Linked DNA regions of Mus musculus: regions 1, 2, 4, 5, 6 and 7 are each linked to region 3. A link is a contact called in public promoter capture Hi-C data. All regions are on one chromosome and are shown on one strand. The core of a region is the stretch at or near the end of the contact, and the rest is flanking DNA. Distances in the headings are between cores, read along the strand shown.

The links. Promoter capture Hi-C pulls out the DNA fragments that hold promoters and counts their contacts. Capture Hi-C pulls out chosen DNA fragments and counts their contacts.
Region 1: a promoter capture Hi-C map of liver shows a contact between it and region 3, with 3 times the contacts expected there. The contact joins the promoter of Ccndbp1 here to the promoter of Oip5os1 in region 3. A contact is called at or near these places in 1 of 39 promoter capture datasets (liver) and 1 of 9 other capture datasets (liver).
Region 2: a promoter capture Hi-C map of adipose tissue shows a contact between it and region 3, with 3 times the contacts expected there. The contact joins the promoter of Hypk here to the promoter of Oip5os1 in region 3. A contact is called at or near these places in 5 of 39 promoter capture datasets (cranial neural crest, hippocampal neurons, liver and 1 more), 1 of 115 datasets of contacts at active chromatin or transcription factors (embryonic stem cells) and 2 of 9 other capture datasets (adipose tissue and liver).
Region 4: a promoter capture Hi-C map of adipose tissue shows a contact between it and region 3, with 4 times the contacts expected there. The contact joins the promoter of Tmem62 here to the promoter of Oip5os1 in region 3. A contact is called at or near these places in 2 of 39 promoter capture datasets (embryonic stem cells and liver) and 3 of 9 other capture datasets (adipose tissue, liver and pancreatic islet).
Region 5: a contact with region 3 is called in a promoter capture Hi-C map of liver, with 6 times the contacts expected there. The contact joins the promoter of Tubgcp4 here to the promoter of Oip5os1 in region 3. A contact is called at or near these places in 4 of 39 promoter capture datasets (hematopoietic stem and progenitor cells, hippocampal neurons, liver and 1 more) and 1 of 9 other capture datasets (liver).
Region 6: a contact with region 3 is called in a promoter capture Hi-C map of liver, with 6 times the contacts expected there. The contact joins the promoter of Pdia3 here to the promoter of Oip5os1 in region 3.
Region 7: a contact with region 3 is called in a promoter capture Hi-C map of liver, with 3 times the contacts expected there. The contact joins the promoter of Trp53bp1 here to the promoter of Oip5os1 in region 3. A contact is called at or near these places in 2 of 39 promoter capture datasets (liver and pre-B cells), 1 of 484 Hi-C or Micro-C datasets (B cells) and 1 of 115 datasets of contacts at active chromatin or transcription factors (microglia).

What each region holds. Positions count from the first base shown.
Region 1 is chr2:121,006,820-121,009,757 of GRCm38.p6, reverse strand. Ccndbp1 (cyclin D-type binding-protein 1) reads right to left here and starts at 1,350. Exons shown (of 11, transcript NM_010761.2): 1 at 1,149-1,350; 2 at 981-1,040; 3 at 636-715. The coding sequence starts at 1,248. It overlaps Tmem62 (transmembrane protein 62), which reads right to left. Exons shown (of 14, transcript NM_175285.3): 14 at 1,915-2,938. The coding sequence ends at 2,613.
Region 2 is chr2:121,455,645-121,458,569 of GRCm38.p6, reverse strand. Hypk (huntingtin interacting protein K) reads right to left here and starts at 1,482. Exons shown (of 4, transcript NM_026318.3): 1 at 1,279-1,482; 2 at 869-924; 3 at 527-578; 4 at 130-421. The coding sequence starts at 1,464. The coding sequence ends at 326. It overlaps Serinc4 (serine incorporator 4), which reads left to right and starts at 1,806. Exons shown (of 12, transcript NM_001025371.2): 1 at 1,806-2,115; 2 at 2,415-2,579; 3 at 2,729-2,907. The coding sequence starts at 2,017.
Region 3 is chr2:119,592,379-119,595,630 of GRCm38.p6, reverse strand. Oip5os1 (Opa interacting protein 5, opposite strand 1) reads right to left here and starts at 1,335. Exons shown (of 3, transcript NR_027832.1): 1 at 1,197-1,335.
Region 4 is chr2:120,975,137-120,978,483 of GRCm38.p6, reverse strand. Tmem62 (transmembrane protein 62) reads right to left here and starts at 1,422. Exons shown (of 14, transcript NM_175285.3): 1 at 1,006-1,422; 2 at 674-785. The coding sequence starts at 1,185.
Region 5 is chr2:121,169,212-121,172,585 of GRCm38.p6, reverse strand. It overlaps Tubgcp4 (tubulin, gamma complex associated protein 4), which reads right to left and starts at 1,418. Exons shown (of 18, transcript NM_153387.3): 1 at 1,115-1,418. The coding sequence starts at 1,192. It overlaps Zscan29 (zinc finger SCAN domains 29), which reads left to right and starts at 1,461. Exons shown (of 5, transcript NM_001290819.1): 1 at 1,461-2,776; 2 at 3,183-3,374. The coding sequence starts at 2,462.
Region 6 is chr2:121,412,246-121,415,366 of GRCm38.p6, reverse strand. Pdia3 (protein disulfide isomerase associated 3) reads right to left here and starts at 1,465. Exons shown (of 13, transcript NM_007952.2): 1 at 1,162-1,465. The coding sequence starts at 1,328. Catsper2 (cation channel, sperm associated 2) reads left to right here and starts at 1,575. Exons shown (of 13, transcript NM_153075.3): 1 at 1,575-1,951; 2 at 3,077-3,121. The coding sequence starts at 3,079.
Region 7 is chr2:121,270,052-121,273,010 of GRCm38.p6, reverse strand. Trp53bp1 (transformation related protein 53 binding protein 1) reads left to right here and starts at 1,604. Exons shown (of 28, transcript NM_013735.4): 1 at 1,604-1,739; 2 at 2,303-2,487; 3 at 2,702-2,792. The coding sequence starts at 1,733.

The sequences.
Region 1 (2,938 bases), core at 101-2,600, 1.4 Mb before region 3:
GAGACCAAACATCTATAGAGCATGGTTAAATCTTTTATGAAAACTCGTCATGAGTCAGGTCTTATAATGTACTCACCACACAATAGAAAGAAATTAGGTAGACACCTGACAATTATAAAAAGCATTACAAAAAGAAGGACAGCCTTGGCTGTCCTGGAACTTGCTCTGTAGACCAGGCTGGTCTTGAACTCAAGAGAGCAGCCAGCCCCTGCCTCCTTAAAGTGCCGGGATTAAAGGTGTGTACCACCAGCAGCAACAGCAACATCTTAACACTAAAGGGTTTTATATAACAGGTGCTGCTTAGATACTGCAAAGACATTTAACTCCTCCTCTGCTATTTATTGACCTGAGCCTCTAAACCTGCTTACTCATTGGTCAGATGGGGAATATGTATGTGAAACAGCTATAAATCAACAAGGAAAGTTGAAAGTTAAGAGGAACTAACCTGGCTGAGTTTCAGCCTAAATTTAGAAGACCTTTCTAACCCTATGCACCTGGCTATTTACAACAATCCCATGTGGTAAGAACTGTAACCTCGCTTGCTAAGTGGGGGAAATAAGTGTGGCTTGAATGTGAAGGGTAAGAAAACGGGAGGATTCTTAAGGAGAAAATAACCCTCCGGAAGCAAAGCTCACCTGTGGAGATGGCCATGGAAGTTTAGAGAAGTGCGTTGTCAGAACAGTGGCTTCCCCGTTCACTTTCACTGCTGCCTCATCTGGGGGTGTCAGAGGCGGCAGGGGGCCAAAGTTAGTGTTAAAAGGTTAAAGTTACTACTTGGACTTTTTAGATAACGCGTCCCTTTTCCACCCTAATCAACATCTCCAAAACAACTCCAGAAATCGTTTTATATTTCTGCTTCAAGTGCGGAGAATGGGTGGGAGAAGGGATGAGGACCAGAGACATTGTCATCTCAGGGGACAGCAGAGGGAAGGTTAGGATGCAGGGAGATGAGGGAAGAGCCCGCAACGGCAGACACTCACTGAGTCTTCTCCAAAACATTTCTCGATTAAATTCCTCCGCTGTCTCCTGGGCTTCGCCGACTTGAGGAAGGCCGGATCACCCCGAAAGCAAAAGACAGGTGAGAGGAGCCCTGACCTGATGCCCTACATCCCTACCCGGAGCCCGGGATGCAGATTCCCATAACTCACCCCGTACTCGAGGCAGAAGTGACCGTAGCTCCTCTGCTAAGTGCCGGAGCTGCTCCAGAGGCGGAGCAAGGAAGGGGACTGCGGCTGTCGAGCTCGCCATCGCAGGCTCTCTCTGGGAACCAGCTAAGACGCTTAAGCCATTTGGCCCCGCCGCAGTACTTCCGGTGCTGAAAAACTCATCTCGTTTCCGGCAACACACAGCGCGTCCCGCCCCTTCCTTCTCAGTGTAGCGACCCCGCCTTCCCAGACAGCCCGGCCATCCGTCCACGCCTCCCCCCACCCCCAGAGACCCGCCCACTCAGGAACAAGACCACGCCTCCCCACTGGAAACCTGCCCACTCCCCGCTGGCCCGGCCTGGAGACCCAGCCACGCCTCCTTCACCTGCCCTCCCCGCAGATCTAGAGACTTTTTCCAGTCCCTGGCTACACCCCACTACCCCTCCCTCCATGACACTAGGCCACTCAAAAGACCCAGCCAGGCATCTTTTGACCTACTAGAGACCTGGCCACTCTTCTATGTAACTGAGCTTTTCCCCTGTAAATATGTCCGTGGCAGTGCCTGCAGAGGCCAGAGAGGGAATCAGATCCCCAGGACCCGGAGTTACACTGTGTGAGTGAAGGGAATCGAACCTGTGACCTTTGGAAGAGCAGCCAGCACTCTTAACTGCTGACTCCAGCTCCCTGGTGACTCTTTCTCCAAGCCCCCAAACCAGGCCCACTTTCTGGCTCCCATATGTTTATCAACATTGCAGATCCGTTTGTGATATTTCTTTGTTAATACTTATCTTTTATTATTTTTTAATCACATGTAAGTCTGTGCACATATGAATGTAGGTGCCCACAGTGGCTCTGGCCTGGAGCTAGAGTTACAGGCAGTTGTGAGCATCTGACATGGTTGCTAGGGATTGAACTCGGGTCTTCTGGAGGTAAAGTACATGCTCTTAACCACTGATCTCTCCAACCCATTGTTTATGGCTACCATTCATTCATTTATTTGATTAGTTGAAAACAACCTTGGCTAAGGAAGCAGAAAGCCCATGATCGGTGGGGAAACAGGCTGGGAAGTCAAGTCTCAGGAGCAGTAAAGGTCCAGGACAAGTTTCCACAGGCTCCCTAGGCAGAAAATGACATCCTGAACTCCAAGTTCGGGCTGGATGCTTTTCACAGGATGACCCTAATAAACACAGTAGTACCAAGGGACACAGTGACACAGAGACCCCACTGTGGCAATCTTCTTGATTAGGGCTCTTTGCCTCCTGAGGAAGAATCAATTGTTAGACTTTTCTGCAGTCCACACAGCAAGAATCAGTAGTAAACATTTCCAACATTCAGATGTCCAAGGAGTGACTGCTTCCTGAAGCTCACCCACTGATACTGGCTTTCCCATCTGCCACAGGGCAGAGATCTGAGCCACAAATGTGGAGGCTGGACTTCTTCCAGGCTGCTAGCTGTAAGCCATGGACTTCAGGAGCTCAGATGACTTTTTAACTGCACCATGAATATTCCAAGTTCAGTGGAGTTCAATGTCCACACACGGTAAATGAGCACAGGTGTCAGCAATGTCAACCAGGTCCTCAATGGAGAGAATGTAAAGGCTAGGGAGCCATATGTCACATGAAGAAAGTAGCAAGAATAAACCTGCCATATGTACAGTAGAAGTATAAGTAGGTAAACAGGTATAATCTTCCAGTATTTTCCCTGGTGGAGATGAGACCTGAAGCTGTGACCAAAGCAGCGATGTAGCAAACTCCAGCATACGTAAGCCATCAAGGGGATGTTAAAGAACACCA
Region 2 (2,925 bases), core at 233-2,732, 1.9 Mb before region 3:
CCACTTAGTATCTGCTGCTTAGAGCTGGCAAGATGGCTTGGTAGAAAAGGGCACTTAAATTTGTTTCCCATGTGGTAGTTATTAGAAACACTATGGCAGTAGAGGAATCACACACACAATATAAGAGCCTGCATTTGAACATTAGGTACTTCTTTATACTGATTGTTCACACAGTTTCATCAAGGTCCAACATAGAAACTGACAATAAAATAGAATATATAATGCATTTGATCTGAGATGAAACTGAAGAAAAAAAAAAAACAGCAAAACAGAACACTTTATTTCAGTCAGTCAGTCAGTCCAGAATGTCTAAAAAAGCACATTATCAGTTGGTTAGGGCAATAAGAGCCTCCACCACATTGCCCATGTGTTCCCTCAAGCTCCTTTCTGCTGCTGCTCGAGAGATCTCCATTTCCGTCATCTGCAAAAGGGAAAATCACGTCACCAAAGCCTCTTCTCCACTTGTTTCAGGAGCCCAAATTAGGTAGCACTTCTCTTGTGAATCCATTAAAAAATTAATACTCACTATCAACTCCAGATCTTCCTTCTTGATAGTGACCTTCGCCAGTTCCTTCTCCCTGTAAATATTTATACATTTCTTTTCATTCTCTGCCTCTGCTATAAACTCCCAGAAGGAACACTCCCAGCTACTCACTGAAAATGGGTGGAACAAGGTTTACTGAAAATAGCAAATAAACGCGCCAACTCTTTCCCCTGGAGGTTTTACAGTAAGGTATCCTGGAATCTTTCCTTCCACTAACAAAGTTGTAATCCCTAGATCTGTAGAAATTGGTTAAAGACGTAAACTTTTTTTTCCCCTGGAGAACGAGGACCTACCGGTAGTGCTGGTGGTGTGCTTTAAACTTACCGCTCTTGTTTGGCCTTTTGTTCCCTGGACCGTCTGTCTCCAATGACGGACATAGCCTGTAGAAAACACGAGTCAAGTTATCTACCACCGTGCCACGCAAATTTTCTGATCTAAAACGCAATACCAAAAATAAAAACCACGTGGTTTTCAGGTATTCACAACTACGAGTGTTCTCAGGACCAAAGGACTACGCCTAATTTCGTGCACATGAGATCTATTTAGGCCCAATCTCTATCGAATTCTTAAGCAAACAGCAGACTGGGTGGGTGCTGTCGCTTAGCCCCACCCTACTGCCAAATCCCACCATTGCTATCAGCCTTCCCGGAGCCCCAGTGAGCAGCAAACCGGTCAGTCTCACCTCTCTCCCGCCCCTCTCTCAACCCCTCATACAAGCTCCCAGCCAACTTCACCGTTTCAAGATTCGAACTCTGGATCTCCTTCTCCTCCGCATAGTCAGTAACCCGCTCTAGGTCAGCAGCACCACTGTCATGTTTCCTTGGCTTCTCGGGAGGCCGCTCCGGGCCGCTGGTCTCGGTCTCTAACTCCAACTCCACGTCTCCCTCGGTCGCCATTTCGATCTCACCGCGCCGCCGCATAGGCTGCCGCTTCACAACTTCCGGCAACCCTCACAGCTTCCGCCCAGATAAGGGGCGGGGTAGGCGTGGACCACACCTTTGTGCCTGTCTTGAGAAGCTTCAGCTAGCAAAGAGGTTCGCTTTTGACTTCCTCTCCAGCTTGTTTTCTGCAGTCTCCTTCGACTATCTGTTCACTACCCACACCACCAAGGCACATTGTTCCTAAGAGCAATCCTTTCACACATAGAGACACACACATGGAATTCTGTCCAATCAAGGTGGCTAATCCTAAACCAATTAAAAAACCTAATCCCTAGACCTGATAGGCCAACTGCTCCTAATCTCAGAATAACAGTCCGAATGATCCCGAATAGGAAGCCCGGCGAAGGCATCTTCACAAGACTATTTGCATCTATCTACCACTTCCTGGTAACCTGTATTCATTTTATGACATGTCTATGCTGCCTTAAGACGAATGATTAGGCCAGCAAAGCGACTGTCCAATGGGCGAAAATCCCGAGAAGCTGCTGTTTCTCGTCAGTTTTTCCAATACTGGATCTACATCTAACAAAAATGATGGGTGCAAAAGTTGTCACCGGCCGGAGCACCACCCAGGGTCTTGCACAGCAGCACGGTGGAGTCAGTAATGTAGTGGAAACCCCCTTCAATCAGGTGAGACATTTGGGAAGAGATAGCTAAAAAGCTAGGAGTTGGGATGAGAAACCTGGTTCTTTGCCTGGGTAATAGGTAAACATCTCATTCCACATTCCCAGCCATAGATCATTAGGAAAAAGTTAAGTGGTTCAAGAATACACCAAAGTTTAAAGTTCTTGCAATGAAAACCTTACTAGTGCTTTGTGGAAGGTAATCCTAAGAGGCTCATAACCAGACAGAAGGATGGAGGGTTTGGGAATTTGACCATTGGTTAACCCCACACCCTTTGAAAAACTCTGCATTGCTTCTATCCCCAGGCATCCTGCTGTGGACCTGTTTCTTGGACCAGTGGCTGCCACTCTCTGACAGAGTCTAGGTGTAGCCGCCTGCTCTACATCCTCCTCCACGTGGGAGCCTCAGCAATCTGCTGCCTCCTGCTTTCGAAGACAGTGGTAGAAAGGGTCTGGGGCAAAGCACATGGGGTAAGTCGGCAAGGGTTGCAATGTGAGGGAAAAAAAAAAACCTTTAAGATTTGGGACAGGGAGCAAAGGAGTCAACCTACCAGTAAAAAGTTGAGACTGTCCATAGATTGTGGCTGGCCCTGACTTTTCTCACAACCAACTCCCTGCAGATCCAGATGCCCTCAGTGCTATGTGCCCACCTGTTTGGCAGCTCGGACTGCCCAGTTCTCAGTGGCTCTGGCGCTGTGTATCGAGTGTGTGCAGGAACTGCCACCTTCCACCTGCTGCAGGCTGTGCTGCTAGTTCGCCTCCACTCCCCCACCAACCCTCGGGCACAGCTGCATAACAGGTTTGTGTTTAATTTTTT
Region 3 (3,252 bases), core at 86-2,585:
TAAGATGAGGAAGGATGTTATATTCCCTTCCTCTGGCTCATACCTATTTTTTTCTACTTGTGGATCATATTAAAAAGAAAAACTACTTGTGCTAAAGGGGAGGGGTTTTGTTTTTTGGTTTTTTTTTCACCCCCTAAGCAAGTGCTTCCTGCTTCAGCTCTGCTAAGTCTAGGGCTAACAAAAACCATATAATCTATCACAAACATTCACTCACATTATGATTTTTCCATTTGAACTGGCTCTCACTAATATGCCAGTTTATTTCTGAAACAAGGTTTTGATAGATGTAAATTTCTGGCCCTGAGCACCAACACACGCAGCAAATGTCTCCCCGATCCAGAATTCAGAAGCAAAGACTTTCCGAGAATTTAGCTGAATACCAATAAAAGTAAGGGGGCTCCCAATTACAAAGAGATAAAATTAAATAAGAATCAAATATAAATATCTTGTTAGTACTACACTGTCACCAGTGTACACCAACTACACAAATGAGATTCCAGCAGTACTTCCAGAACTATAGTTCTAAAAAAACGAAAAGAAAAGCATCGTAAGCCGTTTCCCTTGATCCTGGGTAAGAAATCAACATAGGTGAATTCCACTGAGACCCGTTTGCCGAAACTAATGCGCCATAAGGGCATTATCAGGACGTCCAAGGACAAAGCTGCTTACTACGGTCATAAAAGTTTGGCAGGGGCGAGTATGAGGTAAAGGCTGCAAGAGTCTATCTGTAATACACATACTCAAATGAAAATACCAGAGGGAGCCTCTTACAGCAAATCTCAAGGTCAACGCGCCAGGGACACAAAATGCCCAGAGCTGCAACAGGCCTGTCAACCTCAACCGGTGACGCCTTCGGTAAAGGGTCAAACAATACAGAGATAGTCTTAGAAAAATAAAAGGGAGGTGCACACAGCGGCTTCCCGATACGGCCGGCGTACGTGCAACTCAGAGAACCAGGGCAAAGCACGCAGCGGCCAAAGCGAAGGGCGCAAGGAAGGGCGTGGAGCGCTGGTAAGGGAAGGACGCGGCCACATACCCGGAGGCGGCGGAGCCGACCGGACGCGGCTGCGAATGCAAAGCCCTGTCAGGCCCAGGCCTCGCCGGCTCCCTCATTAGGCTCGCCGCTACCCCGTCCCGAGTTGTGCCGCCCCACCGGCTGCTCGTCTCCCGATAGACAGACGGACTTCTCAGCTCACCTCACACGGTCCAGCACAAGTACTCCGCTTCTCACGGGAGGCCTGCCCCGGGCCCGCAGGCCAGCTGCCCGGGGCACGCCTCACTCCGCCATCTTCGCTCCTTCCCCTGTCCGCCAACCCAGGGGCGGAGGCGCGAAAGGCTCCGCCCCGCCTCCGAGTGATGATTGGACAGCACCTTGCTCGCGCGCTCTTTTTCCATCGCGGATTGGCTGGGAAGTACTTCAATCAATCCCTCTCTCTGGTTCTATTTTTTGTTGTTGGAGCTTAGTGCTCCAGTTGAAGTTAAGGAGGAAAAGGGTTGTTGTAATTCACTTGAGGAAAAACATTCCGCACGGAGGCAGTCTCACTTTTTAGTAAGATAGCACTACAAGGCCAAATGACTATTTTAAATTATCGTTACTGTAAAAATATACTGTTACTAGTAATTCCTCTCTTGGCTAAAGGATTTTTATACCCGGACTAACACTACACCCAGAGGAACAATTTCATGGTGTCAGTTCTTCTGACTTTGACCCACTTGAGAGAATGTTGCCTGCTGTTTAAAGGTCAATACAGTAGCGTAGTTTTCCTCACCTTAAAAGGGCCTGCCCGCTGCCTGAGAAAATGTTAAACTGCATTTGTTGTTTGTTCCAGTTGTAGGATTTAGAGATCCTTTAGCGGTATTTCCAGGAGAGGTAGTGAAGGCAATAGTGTGACTCTTCCAGGTGATGACACACGTTCTTCTGGATAAGCAGTGCTTCCTAAATGACGGGGTTATCACTAGGCCATTTATTAAATCCAAATTTCTATGCTTCCCTCTGTGATAAGGATGCTATGCCATACAAAGACAAAACACAGTTGTCTATTGAATCTATTGGCTAATAAAATAATAATAATAATAATAATTACATTATTCGTTATTATTATTAGAATGTTAGAACCTATTGAATAATAATAAATTCACAAGCTACATTGATTTATTGGCTGCAACTGGCCATCAGCCTTGATTTCCCTTTATAGCTGGGCTGGTGACAGAGACCTTGTGTATCCCAGGCTGGCCTCAAATTGCAATGTAACAGAATTACCACACTGGTTATGTCCTGAATCTCAAGTGAGCAACAATGTCCTCCATCCAAAGACAGGTTCTTTGAGTGTTAGCTACTATCAGATCACACATCACTGCACCGTATGTCTCTGTGTATGAATAGGCACACTGTATATCTGTATATACTTAGACTACAGAAGGCCTGCAAAGGATTACACAAACCTCTGTGTTCAGTGAGGTTTTACTACATCCAGACAGAGCTGATATAAATGGGAAAAGTCACCACAGTTAGATATTGATGAACTCATTTAGAAAGACACAGAGTATTGAAGCTAGCTGAGGGGTCCAGGTGAGTGTCAACGGAGGAATATGGTGAGGTGCAGGACTGAGTAGGGACAGACAGATGCACAGACAACAGTAATCCAAAGGAGCGATATCAAGCAATGAGGCCTGGGCTAAGCCGAAGGGCTGCCCAAAGAACCAGCAGAAACAGTCTTGTCCCTCCTCAACTCACTTAAGCAGGGGTTCAGGTGACACTGCAGGGCTGTTACCATCAAACCATGGTGCTATGTCTTTCCTATTTATATGGGGTATAGGTGAGGAATTCTCCTGCCTGAGGTGTATGTGTGTGTGCTCACATGTAGTGAAAACTCAGACTGCATGCATATTAGACAAGCACTTATCAGAGCTATATCTGTTTAATACACCCATATCCATTTTTTTCATGTATTTTGATTTGATATATTTTTAGATTAAATTTATGTAAATTATTTTGCCTGTGATTATGCATGTACATGTACCACACACTTGCTTAGTGCCTGAGGAGGTATCAGATCCCAAGGATCTGGAGTCAGGGATCATTGTGAGTCACCATGGCAGGGCTAAGACTCATGCCTGGGTGGGTCCCTACATGAGCAAGAAGGACTCTAACTGCTGGGCCATCTCTAGCACGTACTTCAAGCTTCTAGCAATCCTCCCACCTTGGCCACCTCAATCCCAACTCATTTGGTTAAGTTTATAGTTTTTATTTTT
Region 4 (3,347 bases), core at 173-2,672, 1.4 Mb before region 3:
CTGTGACCAAGCATTATTTCAGAGCAAAAAACAATCTAGTTTGACCAATGAAATGCTAAAGTTTCTAGGAAGTAAACAGAACACCTGAAGCAGGGACTTATTCATTATCTGAGGACAGATACTTCATCTTAGTAAGAGACATGTTTCAGAAGGGTGAGTGACAGCCGAGCCACCCAAAAAACAGAACACAGAACACAACTCTTTGGAGCTTTTCCTACCCAACCTTTGGGCTCACACGTGCACAGGTTTGAAGAGTCCTCAAACAACTGAAAACATAACCTCCTTGTACAGAAAAATATAAGTCAGCAAAGGAGAGCTTTTGATTCCCGGTTATAGGGCACCCCCTAATATTCAAATTCATCAGGACATCATCACCATCAATACACGCGCACGTGCGCACACACCCACACATAAACACACACACACACAACACAAATATGGCAGACAACATCTGGTCGTAAGCATCACAAGCCTTATTCCTACTGAGAAAAACCTTGAGATGGCAAAGCATTTAGCCTGGATCCTGACTCCATTATCCACCACTTCAAAGGGCTCACTGACGGTCTAGGGCCAGAGTTGCCAACACCCTCAAGCGAATAGCTGCTGCCCATTCTACCATCAGGACCATAGAACACCACCACCGCACCGCACACAGCACAGGAATCCTTCCTACCAGTGGCCAGGACAAGAGCCGGTTGAATGATGTCAATAGTTTCCGAACAGAACTTCTCTAAGGCCAGCGCTCTGCCTGGATCTTGAAATCTGCTCAGGTGAATGTCGGATATCTGTCAAAAGCAGGCATTGGACAGACACGTTATCTGAGTCAGGAAGAGCCGCACCGACACGGGTGGCCCGTCAGCTCTCGGGGAGCGGAAGGGAAAGAAAAAGATGCCCTAACGAACCCCGGGGAAGGAGAGCCGAGCCTCCCGGCGGACTGCGACCGAGGCCCCCTGCTGGGCGAGCCCGCCCCGCGCTGTGCCCTCCCCTGGCCTCCCGCCACTTCACCTGCAGCCCCCAGAAGATGTTGTTGGCTTCCGAGCCCGGGGCGGGGTGCGGCCTCTGGGAGCCTCTGGGCTTCGGCAGCGGCGTAGTCGGCCCAGCCAGGCCGTAGTGCTCCAACAGCAGGGCGGCCACCGCGGCCGCCGCCAGCCCTGCCACCACCCGGACCGCCAGCATTCTCGCCATCTCGGCGCAGCCCCGGAGCGCTCCGGCCCGCACTTCCGGCCTCTGTGGCCTCCCGCCGCCTCCGCAACTCGCCTCAGCCCAGGCCTCCGCGCCGCGGCAGCCCGGTTGCCCGGCGTTTGACAACCTAGTGAGGACCAGGAAGAGCCAAGCGAGGGGGTGGCAGGGAGGCAGCTCGCCACCTGGCTCCACCAGGGTCTGGCATCCCTGACCGTGGTGCGACCTCAGCACCTGTAAAGCGAAGTTAATGACACCTTGCGTGCGTGCGGGGTGCTTGTGAGAATCAAAGTGAGTATCAGGACGCCTCTTAAAGTACAAATGCGACGGGCGGCTCACTCTGGCTCCTTCACGAATAACATAACCCCACAGGATTCCTTATCTTGTGGAAATTATCTTTTTCCTTAATCTGATTTTATATGTACTTGTTATGGTATTGTGGCACTGTAGTATACTTGTAAATTAACTTTTTCTATTGCCTGAAGCAGAATTAGAGTCTAGTCGTGGCCTTAATTTATCAAACCTACTTCTTTATTGTTGGCTTTCAACTCTTTAATATGTGTTGCTATTAAGAATAAACATTTTTATACAAATCGTGCTTTAAACAATATTTCCTTGGGATATATTGTCAGTGTTGTAATTTTTCAATCAGTTCAACATCTCTGGACTGTAATAAGCCATTGATGCAAACAGAAAACATAAGGGAGCATTTCCAGTGTGGTTCCCAGCACCTACATTAGAAGGCTTCTGACCACAAGCGCCAGGGAATACAACGCCCCCTTCTGTTCTCTATAGAGAATGCACTGGGTTGCATAAACCCACTTTCAGACACACATATAATTAGTACAAAAATAAAATATTTTTAGGTGGGTGTGATGGCACACACTTTTAATGCCAGCATTTGGGAAACAAACGCAGGAAGATTTCTGTGAGTTCGAGGCCAGCTTGGTCTACATAATGAGTTTCAGGACAGCTGGGACTATGTAGAGAGACCCTATCCCCCCAAAAAATTAATTACAATTTTTAAAAAGATTTACATGTTGATTTTATGTATGTGAGTACACAGTCACCCTCTTCAGACTCACCAGAAGAGGGCATCCGATCCCATTACAGATGGTTGTGAGCCACCATGTGGTTATGGGAATTGAACTCAGGATCTCTGGAAGGGCAGTCAGGGCTCTTAACTGCTGAGCCATCTCTCCAGCCCCTACAAAATATTTTTTAGAATCTTTATTGTTATCATATGGGTATGAGTATCTTGCCTGCATGTATGTCTGTGTACCATGTGTGTGAATTGCCCATGGAGGACAGAAGAGGGCACTGAATCCCTTCGCACTGGAGTTGCAGACTGTTGTGAAGGACTATGTAAGTGCTGAGAGCGGAATCTCAATCCTCTGTAAGAGCCACAAGTACTCTTAACCACTGAGGCACTTCTTCAGCCCTTAAAAATAAAATGTTAAAAAAATTTAACTGTAAAAGGAAAATAAAGATACTAGAAACAATTCACAATACAAACCTTTAAAATAAGCCAAGCTTAGTGGCTCAAGCCTTTAATTCAGCACATGGAGACAGAGACAGGATGATCTCTGAGTTAGAGGCCAGTCAAGGCTACATAATGAGATTCTGTCTCAAATAAAACAAAATTTTAAAAATCTTTAAAATGACACACACAACAGAATATCATACAATAACTAAAGTAAATTTGAAGAAAAATGTATGGGGTAAAAGTGTGTTAATAACAGGCTAATAAACTTCCTAAGATTTATAGTATGACACACTTAAGGCCAAGGACAGACCAATGCAAGAGCATAGAAGTGTAAGACTATATAGTATGTTTGTGGGAAATGTGAATAAACTTTAAGGTCAGAGATAACAATGGAGGTTAGGCTGACAAAAACATTTCAGGGTAGATTTCAGAAGAGATTTGTGTGGCATGCAAATTAAATTTCATACAATATACGTAGTATACATAGATAAGAGAGTCTCACAGCAATATATATAAGAAAGTTTCTTGAGATAAAAGTGGTGCCATGGGTGGAGAGGTGGCTCAGCGGTTAAGAGCACTGACTGCTCTCCTGAAGGTCCTGAGTTCAAATCCCAGAAACCACATGGTGGCTCATAACCATCCATAATGAGATCTGACACCCTCTTCTGCTGTGTCTGAAGAC
Region 5 (3,374 bases), core at 169-2,668, 1.6 Mb before region 3:
AGAGTTTTAGAAAAGTTCTAGGTTTAAGATCAGTGAAATGGCTCAGAGAGTCAGGCATTTGCTACACAAACCTGAAGACCTGAGTTAAATCCCTGAAACCTACACAAATGTGGGAAGAGAGAAGTGACTCCATAAAGTTGACCTCTTCATACACTCTGTGACATATATGCCCACACTCATACAACATAGACACATACTCTAGTTTTAAAAAAAAAAATTCTAGTTTAGGCTTAATTACTGTGAAAAAGTCAACTCCACCTTGAAGTCACTGATACCATTTTACACAACACACTTAGACACATTTGTAGTTGTCATTCTTTTCTTTGCCTTTCTCTGCCCTCTGTTCCCTTCTTTTCTTGCTTTCTTTTTTGAGAGAAGGTTCCACAGTGAAGCCCAGGCTGGACTTGAATCACACCAATAATCCTGCTTCAACTTCCCAAAGGCTGGGATTACAGGCACAAACACTACGCCTGGCTATTAAACTCAGTGTTGCCAATTTAGTTTCGGCAAAATATTGAGTATCACGCTATATCTGGGCTTCTCACGGGGGTTGGGGGAGATAAAGGAACAGAGGGGGAGAGGAAGAGAAAACAACTAACGGGTACATTCCTGTTATACTCTTCTAATTACAGGAAAAACCCCCTCTCAAGTTCTTCACCTGGTACAGAAATTTTCGAAGAAAGGAGGGAAACACCATATGTTTACAAATTCATTTTTTTCATCCAACACAATTTACTGAGTATTGTGTCTTGAGCGCTTTGTATACATTTCCACTACTTTCAAAATTCAATTTGAATCAATGCAAGAGTTCCCTATCCCTCCCCCTTTTCCCTCAAATAACTATCATCTAATTCCAGCTACACATTTAGGGATTCAGTTTAACAACAAATTCATATGCAGTGAAAAGAAGTGTGGTTCTATCCACTCCTAGTGGTTCTCTAGCAGGAGTCGCGGGACCGCAGGGCCCCCATAGCCGGAGCTCCGTAGGGTTGGCCCTCGGTTTCTCCCCGCTCGCGGGCGCCGGTCGGTTGGAGTTCCCCGGGTCCCGCCCCTTCGCTGCGGCTCAGCTGCACCCGCCGCGCGGCAAGCGACTCGTCTCTGACCCCCTGCATACCTGCAGGCCACTCCGCTTGTTCCAGGTGAAAATGGACCCTGGGTACCCACTCAGGGCCAAGAGCAGTTCGTGAATCATTTCTAGGGCGGCTCGGGAGTCCCTAGATCTACCACCTCCTCTTTTCAGCGCCTCTCCGGGCGACCCCTCACACCCAGCGGAATCTCTTGCCCTGAATCCCCGCAGTCCACCGGGAGAGGAGATGCCACAGAGCCGCGCGCCGCATCCCGGAAGTGCGCGCGGCCCAGGCGCCCACCGCCTCGCTCCCGCCGCGGAGCCGCGAGGAGGCGCCGGTGCCGTCGCGCATGCGTCCTGGGCTCCAGGAGAAGCCCGCTCGGACTTCCGGCTTGAGAGCGGGACTGAGGCTAGCCCAGGAGGGGAAGGGATGAGAGTGAGTTGAGAAGCTGGTTGAGAGAGACGCGGCCTGGGGTGGGCCGGCGGGAGTCCTCAGGACGCCTTGGCAGGGTCTGTGGCATTTTGACCGACTGCCGACGTCTCCCAGAGTGACCCGGCCGGAGGGAAGAAAACAAAGCTGGAACTTGGCAGCCGCCGCTGTGGAGCTGTGCTCGAAGCCCACGGACTCGCAGCACCGGCCCGCATCGGCCTCGTTCTCAGGAGACCCACCACTGCCGCCCCTCGAGCTTCCTCGCTTCACCAACTCCTGTAACTCTCCCCTAGTCCACCTCAATTTAGAAGCCCAAGTCGGCTCCCCCGGTGCGCGACCTTCCCCATCTGTCGCCCCGGAACTCTTGCCGAGTTCTTACTTCGTTCGGGAGGCGCGAGCAAGAGACCCAGTGTTCGGCACTTGACTTTGGTTCGGGGTGGAAATTTGTAGTTTGGTGTTCAAGGGGCGGGGCAGACACCAGGAGCTTCTGGAAGGACGGCGGTGGTTCTAGGGGAGAATAGCCGGCGCTCGCTGGACAGAGGCTTTTTGTTGTCGTTCGCCAAACGTTTTGACCGATTTGATCTGGGGCGCTAATGATTTACCTGAGGTGGGAGCGAAGCGGACAGATTTTTCTTTTCTCTGCAACTTCCTGGGGATACTCTAAACGTCACCTAGAAATGCAGTTTTTAAAAGGTCATTTTCACCTTGCCTATTGATTTGCTGTCCTGAAAAGGTACTGCCTCAGAAGGCCACTTCGAGCATATTGAAAGTCAGGCCGGCTCTGACAAGGTTTTAAACATGTAAAGATACTCTCCTCAGATAGCGCCATTTCTCTCTACTCTAGGATAAAACTCCTTTTTACAGAGAGACTCATCTGCAGGTGTTTCTCCAAGGGCATGCAAAGATAGTGTAATAAGTCCTAGAACCCAGACAGTGAGGAGAGAAACGGCTTTCTGCTGTGAAAGATGGCCAAACCCACTCGGAGAGGAAATGGCACAAGCTCTGAAAGCTTACGACAGCGCTTCAGAAGATTCCATTACCAGGAGGTGGCTGGGCCCCGGGAGGCTTTCAGCCAACTATGGGAACTTTGCTGTCGGTGGCTAAGGCCGGAGGTGCGGACCAAGGAGCAGATTGTAGAATTGTTGGTGCTAGAGCAATTCCTGACTGTGCTACCTGTGGAGATCCAGAACTGGGTACAGAAGCAATGTCCAGAAAATGGAGAGGAGGCGGTGACACTGGTGGAAGATTTAGAAAGAGAGTCTGGAAGACCTGGACATTCGGTGAGGAGGAGGGGGAATACAGTCAGAAGTGTGTGGCTGGGGAGAGACAAGGATGGAGGGGCAGTTTAAGATCAGTCGGATGTAAAGAGGTTTGGTGATTTTGATACTTCTGATCTGGAAGGGTTACTTTTTCAGGTAGGGCTTGCTTGGAGATGCCTACTCTGTTACAGTAAGTCTTTCACTTCAGTTTCTTAAGAGAAAAAATGGGGGAAGTTTCTTTTCCAGCTGCTATTTGGGTTTCTGTTTGATCTTTCTGCAGTTTCAACCACTCTAAGCTGATGATAACGGAATAAACACTTGTCTGTCCTACTCCCCACCCTCCACTCTGGCCTGGCCTCAGAGGATGGTCTCCCCCTGGGAATGCCCCTTGTTATGACCATGTCAATTAACGGGGGGTTATTTCTAGGTCACAGTCTCTGTGAAGGGGCAGGAAATGCACTCGGAGAAGATGACACCCCTGAAATCATCACAGGAGTTATTAAGTGTTCTGCAGGAGTCAGTGGAACCCCAGCCCAAGGGTGTATCCAAGAAAGAGAGGGCAAGAAGGCCAGCCCTGAGACTACAGGAGCAGATGAACCCAAAGGAGAATCTCAGACCT
Region 6 (3,121 bases), core at 216-2,715, 1.8 Mb before region 3:
AACTATGATAAATTCGGAGAGAACACGAATTCTAGAGACATATAGATGCTATCTATAATGTGTAATCAATGTGACTGTCAACCACAGAAGCCTGAACTGAAACACAATTTGCTTCCTGCCTCTTTAGGCAGTCTTCACTACAGGACTTTTGAGTGTGACCATCTAAGTCAGAGAAGCTAGAGATGTTAACAATCCCACTGGGTCAGAAGCAAAGGTAAGTTACAGTGTAACTATCACACTCTGTCTTACTGATACTTTTGAACAGGTTTGAATTAAGGGTCATTGTGCTAGGAGGGAAAAAATATTGACATCCTCTAAACTGTATGCCCTTGTAATAAATAATTGGTAAATTATCCTATCCACTACTCTAAGTGACAAAACTAGAAATCCTATTTGCTCTCCCTTCCCAAGCAAAGTTTTTATTTGGGGTCACACCCACTCGATAGAACTTACCCTTTTCTTAGGTTAAGCAGTGGTAACTTTCTTATCCAGAATGTTATCATTTTCTAGAATTATTTAATACTGAAATTATGATAGGTCCTAGTGAAATAATTCTTGTTGGTTTACTCTTTTAATAAGAGGCCTCTGCAGCTTAATGTAAAATAGTGTAAGCCATGCCATGAACCAACTAATGGCCTGTCTCAAGAAAGCACTTAGGATCTTTCTGCAGCTACAGAGTGACCTTGGTTAGAAACCAATGGCTCTAATGGGGTGGAGACAAAAAGAGAAAAAAAAAAAACCCCAGAACCTCACCACTTAAAAGAGGACCTCTGCCTCCTCTCTGAAGGCTTTGGGATGCCAGCCTTGTCTGCAGACCTGGGGACACATACACTGACTCACCTAGATACTGAAAGATAGACCGGAGGGGGAGGGGATGGGAGAACCCTCCACATAGGAAGTGCTGCAAGAACGCGGAGGTAAGGACGTGGCCCTACCCTGGAGTTTAGGCTTTCTGCTTTCCGGATCTGCCCCCGTCCCCACCCTACCTCGTCCTCACCCCACCCCCCACCCCGGGCGGAGCGCCTCCCGGTTCCCCACCGACTGGCAATGAGGCAGCCGCAGCCAGGCCTGCTAGATAGTGGAGGGCGCCCGCGCTGCGTAGGCCCAACCGCTCCCGCGCCCAGCCGGTCCTCCGGCCCTGATCCCGCAAAGTGGCCTCACCAGGGGGCGAAGAACTCGACTAGCATGAGCCCCGCCGAGCCCGTGTCGGAGACGCGACTCTCGAAGTTTTCGTCCGTCAGTTCCAACACATCGGAGGCGGCGGCGAGACGGGCCGAGGCGAGCAGCAGCGCCACGCCCGGGAGCAGAGCTAGGCAGCTGAAGCGCATGGCGGCGGGTCGCGGTCGGAGGGCCGGGACCGGAGAAATGAGATGGGAGAGCCCGCAATCTGCAGCCGCTTGCCTGCGCTCGCGCGTCTGGCCCGGGCAGACCCGCTGCCGAGGTCCCAACCCCCTAGGCCTGCTCGGGGCCCGCAGTGTGGCAGCCGCCGATTGGCTGCGTCACGCAGCGTCGGGCGGGCGGAACAGCTGGTAACTGCCGATTGGCGGGCGCGCGGGGCGAGGCGGGGCGGACGCTTAGGCGAACGCCCGCCGGTCTGGCTGTGGCGGAGGCCTGGACGGGGGGTCGGTGGGAAGTAGGGGGCTCAGCGAAGCCGGAGCGGCCCTGAGCGCCACCCGCTGGGGAGGAGTGAAGCTCTGGGCGCCGGCGCGGAAGGCGGAGGGGTGAAGTCAGGGCTGAGTGGGCGGAAGTGAGGCCCGCGAAAGGGCTGGAGGGGAGCTTGAGCTGTCTGTCCGGCTCCCTCCCTCCGGGGCATTGGGGCGCGCACGCACTTGAGCGCACCGCGACACGTTTTCCAAATGTCAGGCTGTTGCTTTGTCCAATTATAGGGCGTAGTAAGTCTACATCCTGCCGCTGCCCTACCTCGTATCCTGCTTTGTCAGGTCCACGTGAGGTCTGTATTCTTTGTCCAGCCTTAGGCCTCTGCCCTCCCTGCCTGCTGCTCCCCCCCCCCCCATTGTTGTTTGTTGGTTTGTTTGAGAGGGTGGGTAGCTGAGGATTGAGCCCAGAACCTTGCACATTGCTGGGCAAGTGATCCAACACTGGATTACATCCCTAGTCCTCTTTTGACTTTTTGAGTCATGTTCACACCAAGGTGTCCAGGCTGGCCTTGACTTCATACTGTAATCCGCGAAGGTCTAGAACTTTCCATCCTCTGGCCTCAGCCTCTCGAGTGGCTGAGACTGATAGTGTGCACTACGTACTAATAGGCACAGGCTCAGCTTTCACCTTTTTTTTTTTTTTTTTTTTTTTTTGAGGCAAGGAGGATTGGCTGCCCTGGAACTCACTATATAGACCAGGCAAATGTGGAACTCAACAGAGATCCACCATCCTCTTGAGACTGGAATATCTGTCTACACTGCCTGCCTTTTAAACTGATTTTTGTTTGTTTTTCAAGATAGTTTCTCTGTGTAGCCCTGGCTGTCCTTCACTAGGCTGTCTTTGAGCTCTGAGATTTGCCTGCCTCTATCTCCAGAGCGCTGGGATCCAAGCCATGGGCCACCTGCCTAACATTTAAGCCTAATTTTCAAAAAGAAGTGTTTAATTACAAATGCTGTCAGAAAGTGAAAATAACCCGAATATTTAGTTAGCTGTGAAGATATTTCTTATGACTTTTGTTTTTGTTTTTTTTTTGTTGTTGTTGTTGTTTTTGGCTTTTCGAGACAGGGTTTCTCTGTGCAGCCCTGGCTGTCCTGGAACTCACTTTATAGACCAGCCTGGCCTCTAACTCAGAAATCCGCCTGCCTCTGCCTCCCAAGTGCTGGGATTAAAGGCGTGCACCACCACTGCCTAGCTTCTTATGACTTTTATGTCTTTTGCTTAGATGAAAAACAAAATCCGTACCGAACAACAACAAAATACCTTTGAGTCTTTCAATGTGTTTATTCTTAACTGCTCATAGCTTTTTTTGTGTGGGCTTCTTGAATCTCTAAAAGGCAAAGAAGCTGGGGGAGGAGAGAGCCTGCTAATTGTAGTATAATTCTTAAGCATGACATCCTTGGTTCTACTTTCTTAACAGACATGGCACAAGAACAAGGACATTTCCAGCTGCTCAGAGCTGATG
Region 7 (2,959 bases), core at 355-2,854, 1.7 Mb before region 3:
GAGCATCTTTCCAGTGCTTAGTTTTATGAATTTTGACAAACACATTTTTTTAAAACATCAAAGTAATCAGAAAGACCTGGGTCTATGTCTCTCTAGGGGAAGAGAGCTGCAGTTGTCATGGTGGCCCTGAGGAGAGGGCTCTGTGGGAGTCAGCTCAGTCTGCCCAGTCTTAGACCTAGTTGGTCTCCTTCCTCTCAAGCTAAGCAGACTGATACACTTAGTGCTCTGCTATAGTTGAGGTCGGCTTGAGGTGGGGTCTTTTTTTTTTTTTTTTTTGATTGCATTGATTTGATGTCTAGTACTCAGTAGAGAAACTCAGGAGTCAATCATGAATGATTTTAGGATTAAGAGGTAAGATGTGTCTCTGTGATTTGGGTCATTTTTGCTCTACTTGTAAAACATTCTAGGATTGGAATTTTAGTTATAACAATAGATCCTAAAATTTTCAGAGCGATTTCGTTTAAGCTGATCCTTTTGTTCCCACAAGTAATGCGTATGAAGACAACATGCTTTGATTTTTGGGTTAGGAGAATATGATCACTGTAATTTATAGCAGCAGAGAGGAGATTGGCTGGTAGGATGCTCCTCTCTAAGCTTGGCTTATTTCAAGTGCTAAACTGGGCATTTATAGAAGTTGAGAATCATGTATGGGCTGTGCCTAAATAATTCTGAGTCTGGAGTAGAGAAAACCGCCTCCATTTTAATGCCTTCTATGTATATTCTTGGCACTGTGCTAGGTGCTTTCCCTCCTGACAGCTGCTTGGTTAGAATTCTAGCCCAGATCCAACGGCTCTTTAAATTAAAATGACAGTGAAACCACATATGTATCTTGAGCTCAGTTCATTAATAGTTGTCACAGCTGCCACACCCTTTATAAGACCCTGACACCATGATTAGGATAATTAAATCTCTGGGCCTGGATCCTTTAGGTCATTGAGTTAGTAGGGGTGACAGCTGTTCTCTTTGCTTCTAGTTTGAGGATTACAATGCTCAGTTCGTTCAATGGGAGGTGCAAAGCGTCTGGGGCTGCTGCAATTCCCTAAAAGAAAGGGCAGAGAGAGACAAATAGGGAAGCTTGAAAGGGAGTGGGAACACGAAGACAATATAAAACAACAAAATCAAAACTGCCAGAGACATAGAGTGGGAAAACGGAAGCCTTTAAATTCAGGCAGAGGTCTACAAATGGGATCCTGATCGACACTGGCAAACCCCACAGAGGCTTCTCTTCCATTTCACCATTTCAGAAGTACTAGCTCTCCTCAATTCTCCTCCTCTTTGCCCTTTCTTTGAAAATCCAGGAGACTCTCCTTTTCCACGGAAGTCAGTGAAGGGGCCGAAGCCCTCAAGTGTGAGTAGTGAGTACCCCCGTCCTTCAGGCAGGGGTTTTTATTTCATGCCCTCTTAATGTCCCTTCGGTTCAAGGATACTGTCATGCTGGCTGTATTAGGGGGAGGGCCTGCGACGTCCATGCTACCATGGAAACACGCCGCCGTGTTCCTTTTCTTACGCTGGGGGCGGGCACTTCACCTCAGCCACCTATCATCCATAGGATTTCCTGAGTGGCAGACAACAGCAGCGAATGGGCGATCCGATATTGCGTGACGTGACGGGAAAAGGGGGAGCTCGCGGCCAGTGGCGGCGGTGGCGACAGTGGCGACCTGGGGATCGACCTGGAGGGGCCTGGGCAGCGTGCAGAAACCTCTAGATCCAGCGCGAGGCACCTCTCGCCGGGATGCCAGGTAGTGCTGCGAGCGGAGCCGAGCTAGCGGGCCGCAGAGGCCCGGGTGGCGGGCTTGAAGGGCTGGCCGCCTGGAGGGGGCGGGGTGGCAAGCATGGCGGCGGTGACGGGGACGGGGTTGGAGGGCCGGGGAGGGGGTGGGGAGGCAGCCGCCGCGGTGGTCCTGAGGCCGCATGAGGGCCGTGGGCTTCCCGCCCGCCGGGGTTGCGAAGAGGTCTTCCCGGGGCTCAGTGGCGTCAGAACGCGGGGAGAGTTGTGTGGGGGATGGAAAGGGGCGGGGAGAAGAGGTGAGGAAGGAAGCGTGTCTGAGGGAAGGTGAAGAGAAAGGAGGGAGGGAGGGGGAGATCGAAGGATCCAGAGGCGCGGTGGTAAATAACGGAGAAATGAGGGCTGGGGAGATGGCTGAGAAAGTGCTAAGAGCGATTGCAAATGTGGGCTACTGGGTAGCCCTAGAATGGTCCCTTTCTCGATCTCACACTTCCGCCCCTTTATTTAGTCTCAGATTGTGTGTGGAAAGCTCAATAGGGTTACTCTTCGAACTGATCTTTTGTTATTCCATTCCAGGGGAGCAGATGGACCCTACTGGAAGTCAATTGGATTCAGATTTCTCTCAGCAAGACACTCCTTGCCTGATAATAGAAGATTCTCAGCCTGAAAGCCAGGTTCTGGAAGAAGATGCAGGCTCTCACTTCAGCGTGCTATCTCGACACCTTCCTAATCTGCAGATGCACAAAGAGAACCCCGTGTTGGTGAGTGAGTGATGATGCCCTGTTCAAGTTATTATTTTTTTCTGACCCCCCTACACCAAACTAACCCAGAAAATTAACGTGTTTAGTTGATTGTTAGCTTTTGGATAAAGTTGGTGGGGAACGAAAAATGAAATCAACGTGTTCTCACCCACAGAAAGGTCCCTGTTGTACTACTTTGTGTACTGTGAGGATCTTATGTGCTCATGTTTTCTAGGATATTGTATCAAATCCGGAACAATCTGCTGTAGAACAAGGAGACAGTAATAGCTCATTCAATGAACATCTGAAAGAAAAGAAAGCTTCAGGTGAGCAGTTGAAGGCTTGGCTCTCTGCAGTGTTTAAGGTCCTGTGGGGGCAGAACGATTTAAACATGCAGTTGAGATTATGTGTAAGGAAGCCTAGTTTGTTATCTAGTGTTCAGTAAGCCTTTGGATACCCGTGATTAGTTTGGTGTTGCCTCCATTTCTCAATT